Linked DNA regions of Mus musculus: region 2 is linked to region 1. A link is a contact called in public promoter capture Hi-C data. All regions are on one chromosome and are shown on one strand. The core of a region is the stretch at or near the end of the contact, and the rest is flanking DNA. Distances in the headings are between cores, read along the strand shown. Region 1 holds the start of Hesx1 (homeobox gene expressed in ES cells). Region 2 holds the start of Il17rd (interleukin 17 receptor D).

Region 1 (3,481 bases), core at 561-3,060:
TCACAGCATTGGGGACATGGAACCTGAAGAGGCCACCTCCTGTAGCCAGGCAGGAACGCCAGAAGCACTCTTAATGCCCCGTGTCCCCTCACTTTCACATCCGGCCAATGAGCCATTTTTTCCTAAATGCTGTTTAGACGGCTGTTCTCACTTGTGGTGGCTAGTGCACTAGTGAGGCCTTGAGTTTGTAGACATCCTGGGTTTCATACTAAGTTCAAGATCGGCCTCGGCTACATAGCAGGACCCTATCTATAAAGGAGTTGTGGGTCTCACTAGAGAGATGACTCAGCATAGAAAAACACTTACTGGTTTGCAGAGGATCAGGGTTAGCTTCCTACATGGCAGCCTACAACTACCTCTAAACCCAATTCTAGGGGATCCAATGCCCTCTTATGACCTCCATGGGCATCACACACACACATAATGCACATACATACATTCAGGCACACACACATACATATGAATAAATAAATCTATTTCTTAAATTGTTTAACAAAAAGGTAAAAAGATTGTACGTGTAAAAATTCCCACAAATGTCAGTGGTTTTAACTGGTTGGTTGTTTTTCCTGCTTAGAAAATATCAGGCCAAGGCTGGGCATGGTGGGCATGGTGGGTCACACCTTTAATCTCAGTACTAGGGAGGCAGAGGCATGTCAGGTCAGCCTGGTCTACAAAGGGAGTTCCTGGACAGCCAGGGCTGTTAAACAGAGAAACCTTGTCTCAAAAACAAACAAACAAACAAACAAACAAACAAAAACATGCAAACAAGCAAAAACAAGAATATGAGAGTGCAAGTGGGGGGGTGGGCGGGGGAAGAGAGAGAGAGAGAGAGAGAGAGAGAGAGAGAGAGAGAGTTCAGACCAGTTGGCATTTGACAAAGCTTTGCTGGATTCAGCTGACTTAACTACTTAACTATCTGTAAAATGGTTAGAGTCTGATTGACATGTCCATTCTAGGGCTTAGGCTGAAGGCTGAAGGCTGAAGGCTGAAGGCTGAAGGGTAGGAGCTACCACAGGGGTGATGTCACGGCGTTATCAGAAAGCAATGGGAGGCAGAGACAGGTGGATTTCTGAGTTCGAGGCCAGCCTGGTCTACAGAGTGAGTTCCAGGATAGCCAGGGCTACACAGAGAAACCCTGTCTCGAAAAACAAGACAAAACAAAAAAAGAAAGCAATGCAAACCAATCATACTAGTGCATTTTGAGCTTTTGCTCACATTCTTTCCTCTGACCAAAGCAAGTCACACAGACAAGCCCTAATTCAGCAAGCAGAGAGAGACAGATCTGTCAGTTCAAGGCCAGCCTGGTCTATAGAGTTAGTTCCATAACTGCATAATGAGACTTTGTCTCAAACTACGCTCTTTGAAATAACTGTTATAGAAATAAATTATTCTTTGTAGCATTTGAACCTCATGTAAACGTGTATCTCTCTCATTTAAAAGAAAGAATGAAAGAAAGGAATTAGCCCATTAATTACTTCAAATACGTGGTGCAACTGTTCCTATGAATTAAGCCAAGGCACTTGGAAGGCGATTGCACTCTGTGTTAATAACACTGGCAGGCTTTTCCAGTGTGCTGCACTCCAAAGAGTACTGCGTTTTCATTGACAACGTTCACCATTACATATGCATATGGAAAACAGGTATTTTCATCAGAATTACTGTAATAGCATTAAGAGATTATTATTTTTCCCAGTTTCCTTGGAAGAACATTCACTAAATCTGATTATTTATTACTTGACTGCTCTTCTATCCACCCTGTACATTTAGGTATCTAGAATCCTTAAAAATACAAACTTCAGAAGAAAACCACGATTTTATACATTAATGATCTCAAATAAAAGAGGAGTGCTATGTTCGTGCACCACTTCTTCTGAGAAAGTTAAGTCTGCGTTCTGCTTAGGAGAGATAACACTTTTTGTCCCTGTAGGTGGCCCCCTGGTGTAGCCATTAGTTGCTAATTACTTGCAAACAAATAAACAATTAACTCCTTAAGCCGCTGGCTGGGCAAGTGTTCATTGACTTGCTAAAACTTTCTAAAACAGGATTTTAATTAGTGACTTTGGAAACCCAGCCCCCTAGTCAGCAAAGCTACAAGGTGAACTGCTGGAAGATCCCAGCTCTGCACACGTGGGGCAGGAGCCCTCCGGCGCTGTACGACCCAGAAGAGAATGTCTCCCAGCCTTCGGGAAGGTGCTCAGCTCCGGGAAAGCAAGCCCGCGCCCTGCTCCTTCTCAATTGAGAGCATTTTAGGACTGGACCAGAAAAAAGATTGTACAACGTCAGTAAGACCCCACAGACCCTGGACAGACACCTGCGGTGACTCAGGTATGCTGCAACTCAACTTCTAAATTCATCTGCGTTTTTAGTTTGTCCTTTATTTCATGCAGTATAGGATTAGAAACCACGTTCTCATTCTGTTCTGTATCTATAAAAGGTCTCCAACAGGGTCGGAAGGGAATAGAGTGCCTGCCCTAGGTGGTTCACTCCCAGTGAGAAATAGTATTTGTTTCAGAAGACCCTCTGTGTACATGTGTCACGTCAGGCATTCTAAATCTCTCCTCACTGAAAAATGAATGGTAGAGTTCAAAATGTATGTTCTCTATCACCAAGGCTTCTCTCTCTCTCTCTCTCTCTCTCTCCCTCTCTCTCCCTTCCCCCATCCTCTTTTTTTTTGGGGGGGGGGGAATGGGGGAGACAATTCTTTTGTGAAACCTTGAAGAATTCCCTAGGAAAATTCAAAGCAAGTTACTGAAATGACTTTTTTCCAGAACTTTGTGGAACATAGGCAATATAAGATGGACCTTCTTCTTCTGATTTTAGAGAAAGGTGGCAACCCACCCCTACATGCCCCAGATCTTCCCAGTGAGACTTCATTTCCTTGTCCAGTGGATCATCCAAGGCCAGAAGAAAGGGCTCCGAAATATGAAAATTATTTTTCAGCCTCCGAAACACGCTCTTTGAAAAGAGAATTGAGTTGGTACCGAGGACGAAGGCCAAGAACCGCTTTCACCCAGAACCAGGTGAGAAGATTTTTCAGCCAATAGTGACAACACAAAGGTTGTGACAGAAGCCAGACACTCTGGGGTCCCAGTGTAGAAGTGGCATTAGTGAAAGGGTGGACTCATAGTTTAACAGTCTCTGGGCAACCAATTGTTTTAAAATGCTTTTGGATTAAAGGCCCAAATTTAAGTGCATTTTTCATTTGAAAGCCCAATTTTGGTGACATATAAAATACTGCCACTTTAAAGAATTCCTTCATTATTCTAGGTCGAAGTATTGGAAAATGTCTTTAGAGTGAACTGCTACCCTGGCATTGACATCAGAGAGGACCTAGCTCAAAAGCTGAACTTAGAGGAAGACAGAATCCAGGTAGGGTGCAAACACAGTTGTTACCCGTGATGATAAATAATGTGGTAATATGTCTGAGAACTGTTTTATTTTCCCTTGATTCTAGATTTGGTTCCAAAATCGCCGAGCAAAG
Region 2 (3,146 bases), core at 341-2,840, 39 kb after region 1:
AATATGACCTTAAAGGGTAGAGAGAGAGGCCCGAGAGTTTGGCTCAGGGGTAGAGGGGTTTGGTTGCCCTGCACACAGAGGGGCCTTAGTTTGATCCCCAGTACTGAAAAAAAAAAAAAATCACACACACACACATCTATTACTAAGTTTAGTTTTATTTAGAACTTTAGTAGGGTTTGAGGTTTTTCCTTTTTTTAAAAAATGATTCTTGGATTCTAGTCATTAAAACCTGTGTTCAATTCATAACAACCACATTATGGCTCACAACCATCTATAATGGGAATCAGATGCCCTCTTCTGGCCTGCAGGTGTTCATGCAGATAGAATGCTCACATAAAACATAAAACAATAAAATAAAATTTAGAGAGAGAGGGAGATAAACGTGTGGGGGTATTTTAAAATCACTGATTATAACAAAAACACTGGGCCTGGATTGATTAGTAAGTTATGGAACACATCAAGGCAGGAGTGCATGTAGATTAAGGAGCCAATAACCTCATGGTTGTCTTAGTTTTTCACCAAAAGCTAGGTCATCCATCCTGACAATATCTCAGTCTGTGGCAGCTCTGAGCCTGGACAGCCTTTGCTAAGGGGACTTTGAATGCCTAGAGTTTAAAGGAGCGTGGGAGAAAAGCTCTGACTTGCAGATTCTTGCAAGGAGCAGTGTGCTTCTTGCATCTACTCAGAGAAAGCTCATCTGGAAGGGCAGTCTTCTGTGGACCTCGTGACCCCACGATGAGGACAGGTGCCTACCCACTGTGGCTGTCTTAGGGTTTTCCATTGCTGTGAAGAGACACCATGGCCAAGGCAACTCTTTTTTTTTTTTTTTTTTTTTGAGACAGGGTTTCTCTGTGTAGCCCTGGCTGTCCTGGAACTCACTCTGTAGACCAGGCTGGCCTCTAACTCAGAAATCCACCTGCCTCTGCCTTCCGAGTGCTGGGATTAAAGGTGCGCACCACCACCGCCCGTCTTGACTCAATCTTTATCTTTTTTTTCATAACTGTCGATTTGTCCATCCAGCAAGGCTATGTGACCTTATGAAAGTCAGTTCGTGGTTGTAGCCTTTATTGATTGCTTCCTACATGTTAACAGAACTCTCCCTGGATGAAGAGTCTTGTTCTTCATTTCGTCTTACTGGGAACAGCACTTTGGAGGAAGCAAATAATTTGTCCTGGGTCCCAGGAGTAAATGTAGAGACAGGATTTCCCTAGAGGCTTTATTATGACATTTCCTTGTCATTTCATTGGTAGGGTGCAAGAAGGAACTTGACATTTGAAAAGCAAGTACTTATTAAATCATTAATTTTAAAATTACTATTATTATATTCTTTGATTCGCCCCAAGTTTTTGCATGGAGAAGTCATTTGGACAAATCCTTTGGATTAAAAAAAAAAAAAAAATCCCTTAGTGCTGAACCTCCTGCTGTGTCAATCTCCGGTGGAAGCCAGAGTCTCCTGTGCATTGGGGCGGGGCCAAGACCGAAGGGCCGGGCTACAGGATCAGAACCAGGACGGAAAGCTGAGATTGAGGGCGGAACCTGGAGGAAAGAGGAGGGGCGAAGCCCGGCAGCGCATGCCCGGTGAGGGCTGCCAGCCTCGGCCGCCGCCGCTACCGCCGCCGCCCACTCGGGACTAGAGAGCGAGCTACAGGCAGCAACCTAGCGGAGACCGGCCCAACTGGGCGAGCGTACGGCCATGGCCCCGTGGCTGCAGCTCTGCTCCTTCTTCTTCACTGTCAACGCCTGTCTCAACGGCTCGCAGCTGGCAGTGGCCGCGGGCGGCTCCGGCCGCGCGAGGGGCGCGGACACCTGTGGCTGGAGGGTAAGGCGAAGGCTTCTCCGGGTTCCAGGTTACCTGGGGGCGCGCCGCGCGCACAGGTGTTCGCGCGCAGGCGAGCGGGGACCGCGGGGATCGCTGGACGCCGGATCCGCGAGCAACGGGGTTCTCAGCTTTTCTAGCCGCTCATCCTGCGTCTGGATCCCCGGGCGCGCGTCTGCAGGTCCCGGACAGGATGAAAGGGGCCGCCGACCCCTGGCTTTGTGTTGTTAATGAGGCGCGGCCGCTGGCTGGGGTCCGACTCCTGAGGGCGGGTGGCTGGGCGGAGAGGCGGGGGCCGTGCGCCCCACCCTTTGTTCCCGGCCCTCTGCCCGGGGGATTGGGATCTTCCGGGCAGTGCGCAGGACCGGTGCACTTCGGAGCCGGTGTGGGGTTCGTGCCCTGGACCTCCAGTCCACAGCTCTGCGAGGGCCCAGGGCAGCCAGGGAAGGGTGTCTGGAGTGCTAGGGAAGGATGCCCCCCCTTTCTCGCAGTTGCTTTGTTTCTTTTAGGCATCGCCGTCACCTAACTTTTACCCAATCGCCGATTCCGAACTTTTTGAGAAACAGCCTTTCGTCTAGCTAATGGTCCCCTACCCTACTCCCTACCCCCACGACCCAGCTTGAGTTGAGGATGTTTTTGTGGTCAAAGGGCAGCGAAAGTTTGCTCCGCCAGGTGTCCCAGACCTGAGACCATGGTGGCTTCCAGACTTTCTTTGGGAACTTGAAAGCCTTCTTCCCAGAGCTGAGTGTTCTTTTGATGCTGTCTAGATAGTGCGGTCCTCTGGTTTGCGGACTTTGAACCTCCCACAGAGACAAGGGTGCTGCGAGTCAGTCCACACACACCTTGAACCCTATTGTGAGAACACAGGCTTTGCACTCCAGCAACCAGGAGCTTGTTTTCCTCACCTAGAAAGAAGGAAGAGGGGGTGGGGGTGGGCGTGTTGTTACTGATTTCCCCAGGGCGCAGGGGATACACTGGGGCAGTTTACTTAGACCGACGGTGACTTACGTTTTTCGATGGAAAAGTCTGTTCAGTCTCAGTACAGACAAGACCCAGGACGCGACACCTCTTAGGGATACTTGGCTCACTTGCTTCTCTCTTAGAGGGAATCCCGGTTCAGAAAACCAGGTATGAGCCAGGCAGCTATGGTTCTTTCACGTTTCGTGAACGCCGTTACTTCTTCCCGTTTAAGTAAAACCTCACCATTTCTTACTGTGTTCCATTGCAGTAAAACATCACTGTTAGTTTTAACACATTCCAGATTTCTTTTACGGTAATCTCAACGTTGACCTATCAGTTTTTAGAAGAGTTCAGATCTGGACTGGTATCG

The links. Capture Hi-C pulls out chosen DNA fragments and counts their contacts.
Region 2: a promoter capture Hi-C map of pancreatic islet shows a contact between it and region 1. The contact joins the promoter of Il17rd here to the promoter of Hesx1 in region 1. A contact is called at or near these places in 19 of 39 promoter capture datasets (the 3T3-L1 cell line, 3T3-L1-derived adipocytes, the HPC-7 cell line and 11 more), 9 of 15 datasets of contacts at CTCF or cohesin (CD8 T cells, embryonic stem cells, large pre-B cells and 3 more), 135 of 484 Hi-C or Micro-C datasets (the AML12 cell line, B cells, the Ba/F3 cell line and 68 more), 21 of 115 datasets of contacts at active chromatin or transcription factors (CD8 T cells, the SCID.adh cell line, bone marrow-derived dendritic cells and 10 more) and 4 of 9 other capture datasets (adipose tissue, embryonic stem cells, liver and 1 more).

The regions. Positions count from the first base shown.
Region 1 is chr14:26,998,552-27,002,032 of GRCm38.p6, forward strand. Hesx1 (homeobox gene expressed in ES cells) reads left to right here and starts at 1,811. Exons shown (of 4, transcript NM_010420.2): 1 at 1,811-2,325; 2 at 2,821-3,020; 3 at 3,268-3,369; 4 at 3,455-3,481. The coding sequence starts at 2,169.
Region 2 is chr14:27,037,411-27,040,556 of GRCm38.p6, forward strand. It overlaps Il17rd (interleukin 17 receptor D), which reads left to right and starts at 1,591. Exons shown (of 13, transcript NM_134437.3): 1 at 1,591-1,819. The coding sequence starts at 1,694.